Regions from separate parts of the Triticum aestivum genome. Here region 2 is linked to region 1. The links are chromatin contacts, called in public Hi-C maps. All regions are on one chromosome and are shown on one strand. The core of a region is the stretch at or near the end of the contact, and the rest is flanking DNA. Distances in the headings are between cores, read along the strand shown.

Evidence for each region. A called contact is a pair of places that touch in the nucleus more often than the background predicts.
Region 2: a Hi-C map of leaf shows a contact between it and region 1, with 5 times the contacts expected there. The contact joins the promoter of LOC123044456 here to the promoter of LOC123041089 in region 1. A contact is called at or near these places in 2 of 5 Hi-C or Micro-C datasets (both in leaf) and 1 of 1 datasets of contacts at active chromatin or transcription factors (leaf).

Annotation. Positions count from the first base shown.
Region 1 is chr2B:219,423,937-219,428,598 of IWGSC CS RefSeq v2.1, forward strand. It overlaps LOC123041089 (beta-hexosaminidase 2-like), which reads left to right and starts at 2,414. Exons shown (of 3, transcript XM_044463788.1): 1 at 2,414-3,221; 2 at 3,341-3,657; 3 at 3,817-4,610. The coding sequence starts at 2,414. The coding sequence ends at 4,284.
Region 2 is chr2B:219,572,193-219,576,854 of IWGSC CS RefSeq v2.1, forward strand. It overlaps LOC123044456 (importin-5), which reads left to right and starts at 2,556. Exons shown (of 20, transcript XM_044467194.1): 1 at 2,556-3,916; 2 at 4,238-4,441. The coding sequence starts at 2,663.

The DNA.
Region 1 (4,662 bases), core at 1,164-3,663:
TTGTGATGGGTTCGATTTTACGGTGCTTGATCCCAGTAACAGAAGGGGAAACGACACGTATGTATCGTTGCTATTAAGGTTAACAAGATGAGGTCTATTTCTACATAAATAGATCTTGTCTACATCATGTCATCGTTCTTATTGCATTACTCCGTTTTCCCATGAACTTAATACACTAGATGCATGTTGGATAGCTGTCGATGTGTGGAATAATAGTAGTAGATGTATGCAGGAGTCGGTCTACTAATCTTGAACATGATGCCTATATAATGATCATTGCCTGGATATCATCATGATTATTTGAAGTTCTATCAATTACCCAACAGTAATTGTTTTACCACCGTTTGCTATTTTTCTCGAGAGAAGCCACTAGTGAAACCTACGACCCCCACGTCTCTTCTTTAATATATTTGCCTTTGCGATCTATTTTTATTTGCTTTTATTTTCAGATCTATTAAACCAAAAATACAAAAATACCTTGCTGCAATTTTTAGTAATTTATTTTATCTCGCGAGATCTATTTATCCAATCTACTATAATTCTACCTATCTTTTTACCCATGAGGGATTGACAACCCCTCTCTTACGTCGGGTTGCAAGTATTTTTTTGTGTGCAGGAGCGGTTTACGTGGTGTTGCGTGGTTCTCCTACTGGTTCTATAACCTTGGTCTCATCACTGAGGGAAATACCTACCGTTGTTGTGCTGCATCATCCTTTCTTCTTTGGGGAAATACCAACGTAGTTCTAGCAGACATCACTCGTCGGCATCTGCCGTGAGGGTTGTCATGGCATCTTGCGCCCTTTGCGTCGCACGGCGGGCACGCCGCACCATAGCCTCCCCGCTAGATGGGCAATGGGTACGAGCGTTCACCTCCGACTCGGCGCGCTAACTAAGGGGTTGTGCCTCTGCCATCGCATTGGGGCGCCAGACGGACCACACGACCTTCGGCGAGGCAACAACGACACGCCTATCGCTGGATTCAAGCGTCATTTGCAATGGGTTCCCGACGGATGAAGTCCGACCGCTTTTGAAATTTTTTGACATTTTTTTATGTCCACTTTTCTGCATACATATTTTACATTTTTTAATACATTAGGAGCATTTTTTATATACACATTTAACATTTTACAAATACATGATTCACATTTTTAAAACATTTAATATTTTGATGTCTATTCTTTTACATACACATTGTACATTTTATATATATCGGCAATATTTTTTATATACACGTATACCATTTTTCAAATACACAATTAATATTTGTTTTAACATATATTTTTTATGTCTACATTTCCCATAAACATTGTACATTTTTTGTATAATCAGGTACATTTTGTATATACACGTTTAGCATTTTTCAAATACATATGTTTTGATGTCTATTTTCCATACACATTATACAATTTTCTTATACATTAGATACATTTTTCATACGCGTTTAACATTGTTCTAATGCGGGTTAATGTTTTTCAAATTTTGCATATAAATTTATTTTTGAATAGATATATTCACAACATTATAAATACAAGTAAAATAAAAAAAGTAAAACAAAAAAGGAACGAAAAATATAAAAAAGAATTTTAAAAGCCCTGAAGGCTTGTCCGCGCTGGGAGGCCCAATCGGGCGTCTGCTGAAGCGAGACCTCCTTCTGTCTCGCGCAGGCGAGACATAGGGGCGCCCCTCTTTACCACCCCAAATCGACGTGTAACTATTTTTCAATCGCTTGTGAAATAGCAAATCCGGGCAGCAGATCATGAGAATCAAACACAGCCGTGAGAGTAGTTAAAGACTCTGGTGCTCGTTTTGTGTCTGTTTCGTTCTGAACCAATAAGGCTAGTTGCTAAAATAAAGCCAAGTCTGGTTCGTCTACCACCATATGGCTCATGCACACTGCTCGAGCCCTACTGCACCTGTGGCGGCATTAAAATAACCGACGTGTTATAGTGTTCACCTACGGATCTTATTATAGTACAATCAGCAGGCCGTACACTGCCTGATTAGGGATTACGTCCGCCTAAACTTGTACAGCTATTAGTAAACTACTACTGCCGTTGCAGCCGTTCCACTACATCTTTTAGGCCGAGAAACCCAATAGAAAACGTGTAGTCATCGCTGGCTAACCGGCATACATAAGGCAGAACGCCGGCATCGTATATGAGATAAAACGCCACGAAACCGGAGCTTTCAGAAATGGACGAACGGTAGCGCCAAGGCGCCCTGAAAGAGCCACTTGGAGTCTTGCGATAAGCGCGCGCGTAGATGACAACAACACGCCGAGCCATGCCGTTGATCACATAGCTAAGCTACGCCTTATATAAATCGAATGGCACATTGATGCATACACCCAAACATCAAGGCATCTGCCAATCATACGGTGCAGCGGTACAGAGCAGCTCGAGCCAAACCACAAATGGCGGCGAAGAAGGGCCTTCTCGCCGCCGTCCTGCTCCTGTCCTTGCTGAGCTCGCCGCTGCCTTCGCGCGCCCAGGCATCGTCGTCGTTCCCCGTCAATGTCTGGCCCAAGCCGACGTCCATGTCCTGGGCGGAGCCTCTCGCCGCCATGCCGGTGTCCGCGTCGTTCCGCATCGTCGGGACGTCCGGGAACAGCCCGTACCTCGTCTCCGCCACGCAGCGCTACACCGCGCTGCTCTTCGCCGAGAGGTACAGGCCCATCGTCCGGCCGGCGGTCAATGTCACCGCCGGGGGCCCCGCGCTCCAGAGCCTGACCGTGTCCGTGTCCGACCTGTCCGCCCCGCTCCAGGACGGCGTGGACGAGTCCTACGCGCTGGAAATCCTCCCCACGGGCGTGGCCACCATCACGGCTGCCACGGTATGGGCCGCCATGCACGGGCTGGAGACGTTCTCGCAGCTCGCGTGGAGGGGCCGGCAAGGGGAGCTGCTGGTGGCCGCCGGCGTGCGCGTGGAGGACAAGCCTTTGTACCAGCACCGGGGCCTGATGCTCGATACCGGGAGGACCTACTTCCCCGTCGTGGACATCCTGCGGACGATAGACACCATGGCGGCCAACAAGATGAACGTGTTCCACTGGCACATCACGGACTCGCAGTCGTTCCCCATCGAGCTGCCGTCCGAGCCGATGCTCGCGGAGATGGGCGCGTACGGTGAGGACATGAGGTACACCGTCAAGGACGTCAAGCGCATCGTCGAGTTCGCCATGAGCCGCGGCGTCCGCGTCGTGCCGGAGATAGACGCGCCGGGTAATTAAGCACGCTGACACGGCTGCTATTTTTCCCATTCGGCCTACTAAGCAATGTGCTGACACGGCCCAGTTTTTAAGGTAACACGGCCCAGTTGATGAACGAGCTAATCTTTTCAGGCCACACGGCGTCGTGGGCCGGCGCGTACCCGGAGGCGGTGTCCTGCGCGGGCAAGTTCTGGCTGCCCGACGCGAGCGACTGGGGCACCAGGCTCGCGGCCGAGCCGGGGTCCGGCCAGCTGAACCCGCTGGAGCCCAAGACGTACGAGGTGATGACCAACATCATCAACGACCTCACCTCCCTCTTCCCGGAAGGCTTCTACCACGCCGGCGCCGACGAGGTGACCCCGGGATGCTGGGAGACGGACCCGTCGATCCAGGCGGACATGGAGAAGGGCGGCACCCTGAGCCAGCTCCTGGAGCACTACGTGCGCGCGGTGCACCCACACGTCGTGTCCAAGAACCGGACGGTGGTGTTCTGGGAGGACGTGCTGCTGGACCTGGAGGTGAACGTGAGTTCGTCGGTGATCCCGCCGGCGACGACCATCCTGCAGACGTGGAACAACGGGGCCAACAACACGAAGCTGATCGTGCAGGCCGGGTACCGCGCCATCGTCTCCTCCGCGTCCTTCTACTACCTCGACTGCGGCCACGGCGACTTCGTCGGGAACAACAGCGTGTACGACGACCAGAGGAGCGACTACAAGACGGACGGGGGCTCGTGGTGCGGGCCGTTCAAGACGTGGCAACGGGTGTACGACTACGACATCGCGTACAATCTCACCGCGGAAGAGGCCAAGCTGGTCATCGGCGGCGAGGTGGCGCTGTGGACGGAGCAGGCCGACTCGACGGTCCTGGACGCCAGGATCTGGCCGCGGGCGTCGGCCATGGCGGAGGCGCTGTGGTCCGGCAACCGCGACGCGTCCGGGAGGAAGCGGTACGCGGAGGCCACGGACAGGCTCAACGACTGGCGGCACCGCATGGTGGGGCGAGGGATCCGCGCCGAGCCCATCCAGCCGCTCTGGTGCCGCACGCGCCCGGGAATGTGCGACATGGTTCGGTGAGGGGCCGGCAAGAAGCGGCGCCTGCGTACGCGCCGTTGCGTGTGCCAACTCCGAGCATTACCTTCCATTCATATCAAACGTGTCAAACTAAATTATGTAAGTGAGCTAAAGCATCTATGGTGTTTCCTTTTTGTTGTGTGGTTGTGCGGAGAATACTACCAGCAGTGCCATTTTTTTGTCAATTTGTTCTTTGTTTGTAAATGTGAAGTGGACGGCATGTCATGTTATCCAATGCGCAGTTGTACCTTCCTCAAAGCTGGACCTTTTCATGGGACCCATTCGCCAAATGAGTTGCTTGTACTGGGGCTTGATTTGATTAAAGTAATGCCAAGTTGTTTGTGTCAATCAACTTCTACTTTTTCCTCCTGGAATTTCTCC
Region 2 (4,662 bases), core at 1,306-3,805, 150 kb after region 1:
ACCGAGGCCGCCGCCGCGGCTTCTGCCTGGCCGACTGGAGGGTATAACACGCTTGTCCCTCTCCTGTTTATCTCTATGTTAGCCGTACTAGCATTATGGGTAGATGTGTCTACTGTGATATGTGCTTATTTGATTTGTAATCAGTATGTTGTTAATTCTGTCAATGCCACGATCATGATTATTTCCTAGATTAATTTAATCGAGAAATTGCCTATTTACTCAGCACCACCACGGGATTTGCCCTTAATTTTTGACTACGCTCAGTTTTGTCCTTATATTTGCCTTCGAGGTCACCCGAATGCCCTTTGACCATTTGAAAATTACCTAGAAAATTCATATGAACCCCAAAAAATGCAAATAAGATATCAAAATATTCAAATAAATATTACCTCTTTGTGCATGTCATTTGCATTTAGGATAAAATATCATTTAAACTACCCGAGATTATTGATGTCATTAATGTTATTAAACCTGAAAAGGTATAAACACTAACTTTTCATGGATAAAAATGACATGCACATATAGGTGATATTTCCTAAACATTCTAATATCTTATTTGAAATTTTCCAAGTTCATATGAATTTATAAACTCAGAACAATGCAAGTAAGGTATCATACTTCAACGTCGTATTTTTTAATCTAGTAAAAGACAGACAGTGATATCAGAACCACTCTCCAAAGCCCAAAAGCCTCACCTCTGGAAGGGACCCCAAACGAGAATTAGCAGAAGGGCACCACCAAACTATCAATCGAATCAAGGAGGCTCCATCATTGATCTTCATCATCATCATCGCCAACACCCTGTTCATCTCTTTGTAATATCAAACCCTAGTCGGAATTGTCTAAGTACACACAGATGAAGGGTGGTCACAATGTGCCCTTTGGAGTCGGGAGATGTACCCCGATCAAGGGGCATCGCCTTTGTGGTTAGGAGCTCGGTTGATGACAAAAATGTTGGGGCAAACCTCTGGGGCACAAGCTGGAACCGACAATCTTGATCCAACAAGCGTCACCCAGAACTCAAACCGATTTCGTGGTATGCCCTACAACGAGCCAGTAGCCGGAATCCCATCCGTTGGGAGCCATCGAATACTGCCAAGCTTTTCCCGAAGTAGCTCAAAAACCTCCACAGCGCCTTCGCCTTGAAGGAAAAGCGATGATCAACTATCACATCTCATTCTCGTCCGTGTTCTTTCTTTTGCGGGACCTTAAGAAGTCCTGCATGGCTTCCCGGTAGGAAGGACTTGTGAAACTCGGGGGGCTACTGATGAGGGAAACATCCTACTTCCACTCAGAGTGGGCCCGGAGAGGAGGACAGTCGATTCAGTAACTAGAAGGACAAAGAGACCCCGAGAGCTTGTGGGCTCTAGAGGGTTGGCCTTAGCCCATTAGGTGAATGATGTGCCCCCAACTCTATCAAAGATATGAGACAGACGAGGAAGAAAACCCTAGAGATATAGAGAGCCACCCAAGTCACCCAAGTCAGTTGTCTCCGCATCCATGAATAGAGCTTTATAACTCGTGCGCCACAACTCTTCAGTGATCCTCACGATCCTCGACGAGCTATCAAGAAATATAAACAACTTGAGACACGAGTAGGGGTATTACCTCCTAGAGGGCCTGAACCTGGGTAAACCCCCCGCCCTGTGCCTCGCCGTCTTGATCCGCCACTCGCACGCCCCACCGAGCAAATACATCGTCGCTCGACAACACTACTGATACAAAACACCAACACCGGGTCAAAATAACTTCGAGGCTGCTACTTGATGACGCACAGACAACAATGTGAATTGGACGTCCCTCCACCGTAGTCTCGACACCGTGAGAGGATCTCAAGGCTAATTGTTTTGATGCCAACATTTCACCGAATCAAACGTCGTCAAAATTGAAAACTATTCTAGAGATTGACAAGAACCGTTTTTGATAGCCAAATTTTAGACTTGCAGTATTGAGAACAAAGCAATTTATCCTTCTCGTGCCAAAAAAAAGCACCACATAGAAAAAGCTGAAAAAAACGAGGTAGTAAAAGAAATCCCCAAAGCTAGCCACCTAGGAGGCGCCAGTTGTGTTCCCTGTCACCCACCACGCGATCAATCATGAGGCTGTGCGCGACGGAACCTGGCCGCCTGCCTGTACCCATCAATGGCCAATCACTCCCTTCCATTCCATCCCCAGCTCACCTCGCGCACCGCACAGCGGCCTCGCTGCCAGTAGTAAAACCCAGACCCCGGCGCGACCTGGATGGAGAAGCAAGCGAAGGAAGGAAGGAACGAAATCATCTCAACGCCGGTCGACAATAGTACTCAAAATCGACGGAATAATCAAAAGCGGCAAGGCAGACAGGAGCAAGGAATCCCGCGAACCCAAAACCTGAATTCCCTCCCTCCCGGACCCAATCCAGCTCGACCCGCCCCCGCCCAACCAAACCAAACCAAACCAAACCCCTTCCCTCCGTCCTCGTCTCCTTCTGCCTCTGTCCCACCCGCCCCTGCCCCCGAGCCGCACCTCCCCAAACCCTACCCATATATTATTAAACCCATCCCGAGTCTCCCCCGCCCGTCCCCTGTCCACCCTCCCCTCCACATTCCCGCCGCCTCCTCCTCCCGCAAAACCCTAGCCAGCCGCCCCGCCGCCGCCGCCGCCTCGGCCCGCGCCCGATCCGATGGCGTCCGCCGAAGACCAGGCCGCGGCCGCGGCGCTGCTGGGCGGCGACCCGGCGGCGTTCGACGCGCTGCTCTCCACGCTCATGTCGGCCTCCAACGCCGACCGCGCCGCCGCCGAGGCCGCCTTCCACCGCCTCCGCGGCTCCCACCCGGAGCCCCTCGCGCTGCGCCTCGCCTCCTCGCTCGCAGCGCCGGCCACCCCCGCCGAGCTCCGCGCCATGGCCGCCGTCCTGCTCCGCAAGCTCCTCTCCCCGACGGCCTCCTCCGACTCCTCCTCCGCCGCGCCGCCCCCGCTCTGGCCCCTCCTCTCCCCCGACGGCCAGGCCGCGCTCAAGGCCCACCTCCTCGCCGCGCTCCAGTCCGACCCCCCCAAGCCCATCGCCAAGAAGGTCTGCGACGCCATATCCGAGCTCGCCACGCTCCTCCTCCCGGAGAACACATGGGCCGAGCTGCTGCCGTTCCTCTTCCGCGCGGCCTCCACCCCCGAGGCGCCCAACCTGCAGGAGTCGGCGCTGCTCATCTTCGCGCGCCTCGCGGATTACATCGCCGAATCTCTTCTCGACCATTTGATGACCATCCACAACCTTCTAGCATCTGCCCTGGCGCACCCGACGTCGCCTGATGTTCGCATCGCCGCGCTGAGCGCCGCCGTTAATCTCGTTCAGTGCCTGCCCACTAACGCGGACAGAGATAAGATGCAGGACTTGCTGCCTGCGATGATGAGGGCGCTCACCGATTGCCTGAATTCGTCCCAGGAGGCATCTGCACAGGAGGCACTGGAGCTGCTTGTGGAGCTGGCTGGTGCAGAGCCAAGGTTCCTCCGGCGACAGATTGCCGATGTGGCAGGAGCGATGCTGCAAATAGCTGAAGCTGCACAGTTGGAGGATGGAACTAGGCACCTGGCTGTCGAGTTTGTGATTACTCTTGCTGAGGCCAGGGAGCGTGCACCAGGAATGATGCGCCGGCTCCCACAGTTTGTTGGCAGGCTCTTCCAAGTACTTATGCAGATGTTGCTTGATGTAGAGGACGACCCTGCCTGGCACACCGCCGAAACTGAGGATGAAGATGCAGGTGAAGGGAACAACTATGGAGTGGCGCAGGAGTGCCTTGACCGTCTTGCCATTGCCATTGGTGGGAATGCAGTTGTGCCGATTGCATCTGAGCTGCTTCCACAGTATCTTTCTGCTCCAGAGTGGCAGAAGCACCATGCTGCGCTCATCACGCTTGCACAGATTGCAGAAGGATGTGCAAAGGTTAGCCTAAGAACTTTGGCCTTTTGATTACCTTTGCAATAATTTGTTACTTCATCACCTTGTTGAAATGCTTAAAAGAAATATCAATTCATTTACATTGTTGAATTATAAATCAATAAGAAATATGGAAACAAGATAGTGGATGCCATACTTTTACCTTGACCCCTTGTTTACAAGCAACTGCAAATTCTGACTTGCCATGCCTATAAAACATTTTCGCTAGCGTTAGGCTACAAAAATGTGTTTTGTTCTATCATTTTTGCAAGTAGGAAATAACCAAAGTAGATCATCTCCTCAACAGTTGCTGTTTATTGCCGTCAGGTTATGCTTAAAAACTTGGAGCAGGTGGTTTCGATGATACTGAATGGATTCCAACACCCTCATCCTCGTGTGCGGTGGGCTGCAATCAATGCCATTGGTCAGCTGTCTACAGATTTGGGCCCAGACTTGCAGGTTCAGTACCACCAGAAGGTGCTGCCTGCATTGGCTAACGCCATGGACGATTTTCAGAATCCACGGGTGCAGGCAAGTGTTGAAATACTAGCACTCGATCAGTAGACTCTGAAAATCCTTGTTTTCGTTTATAACGAGTTTTTAATGGTTTTAAGTGCTTATTATGTGGCTGAGATTATCTCAGTAGAAATATAGTACATTGAGATGTAAGAAACATACTCCCTCCAACCCAAAATAGATGACTCAACTTTGTACTCCCTCTGTCCCAAAATTCTTGTCTTAAATTTGTCTAG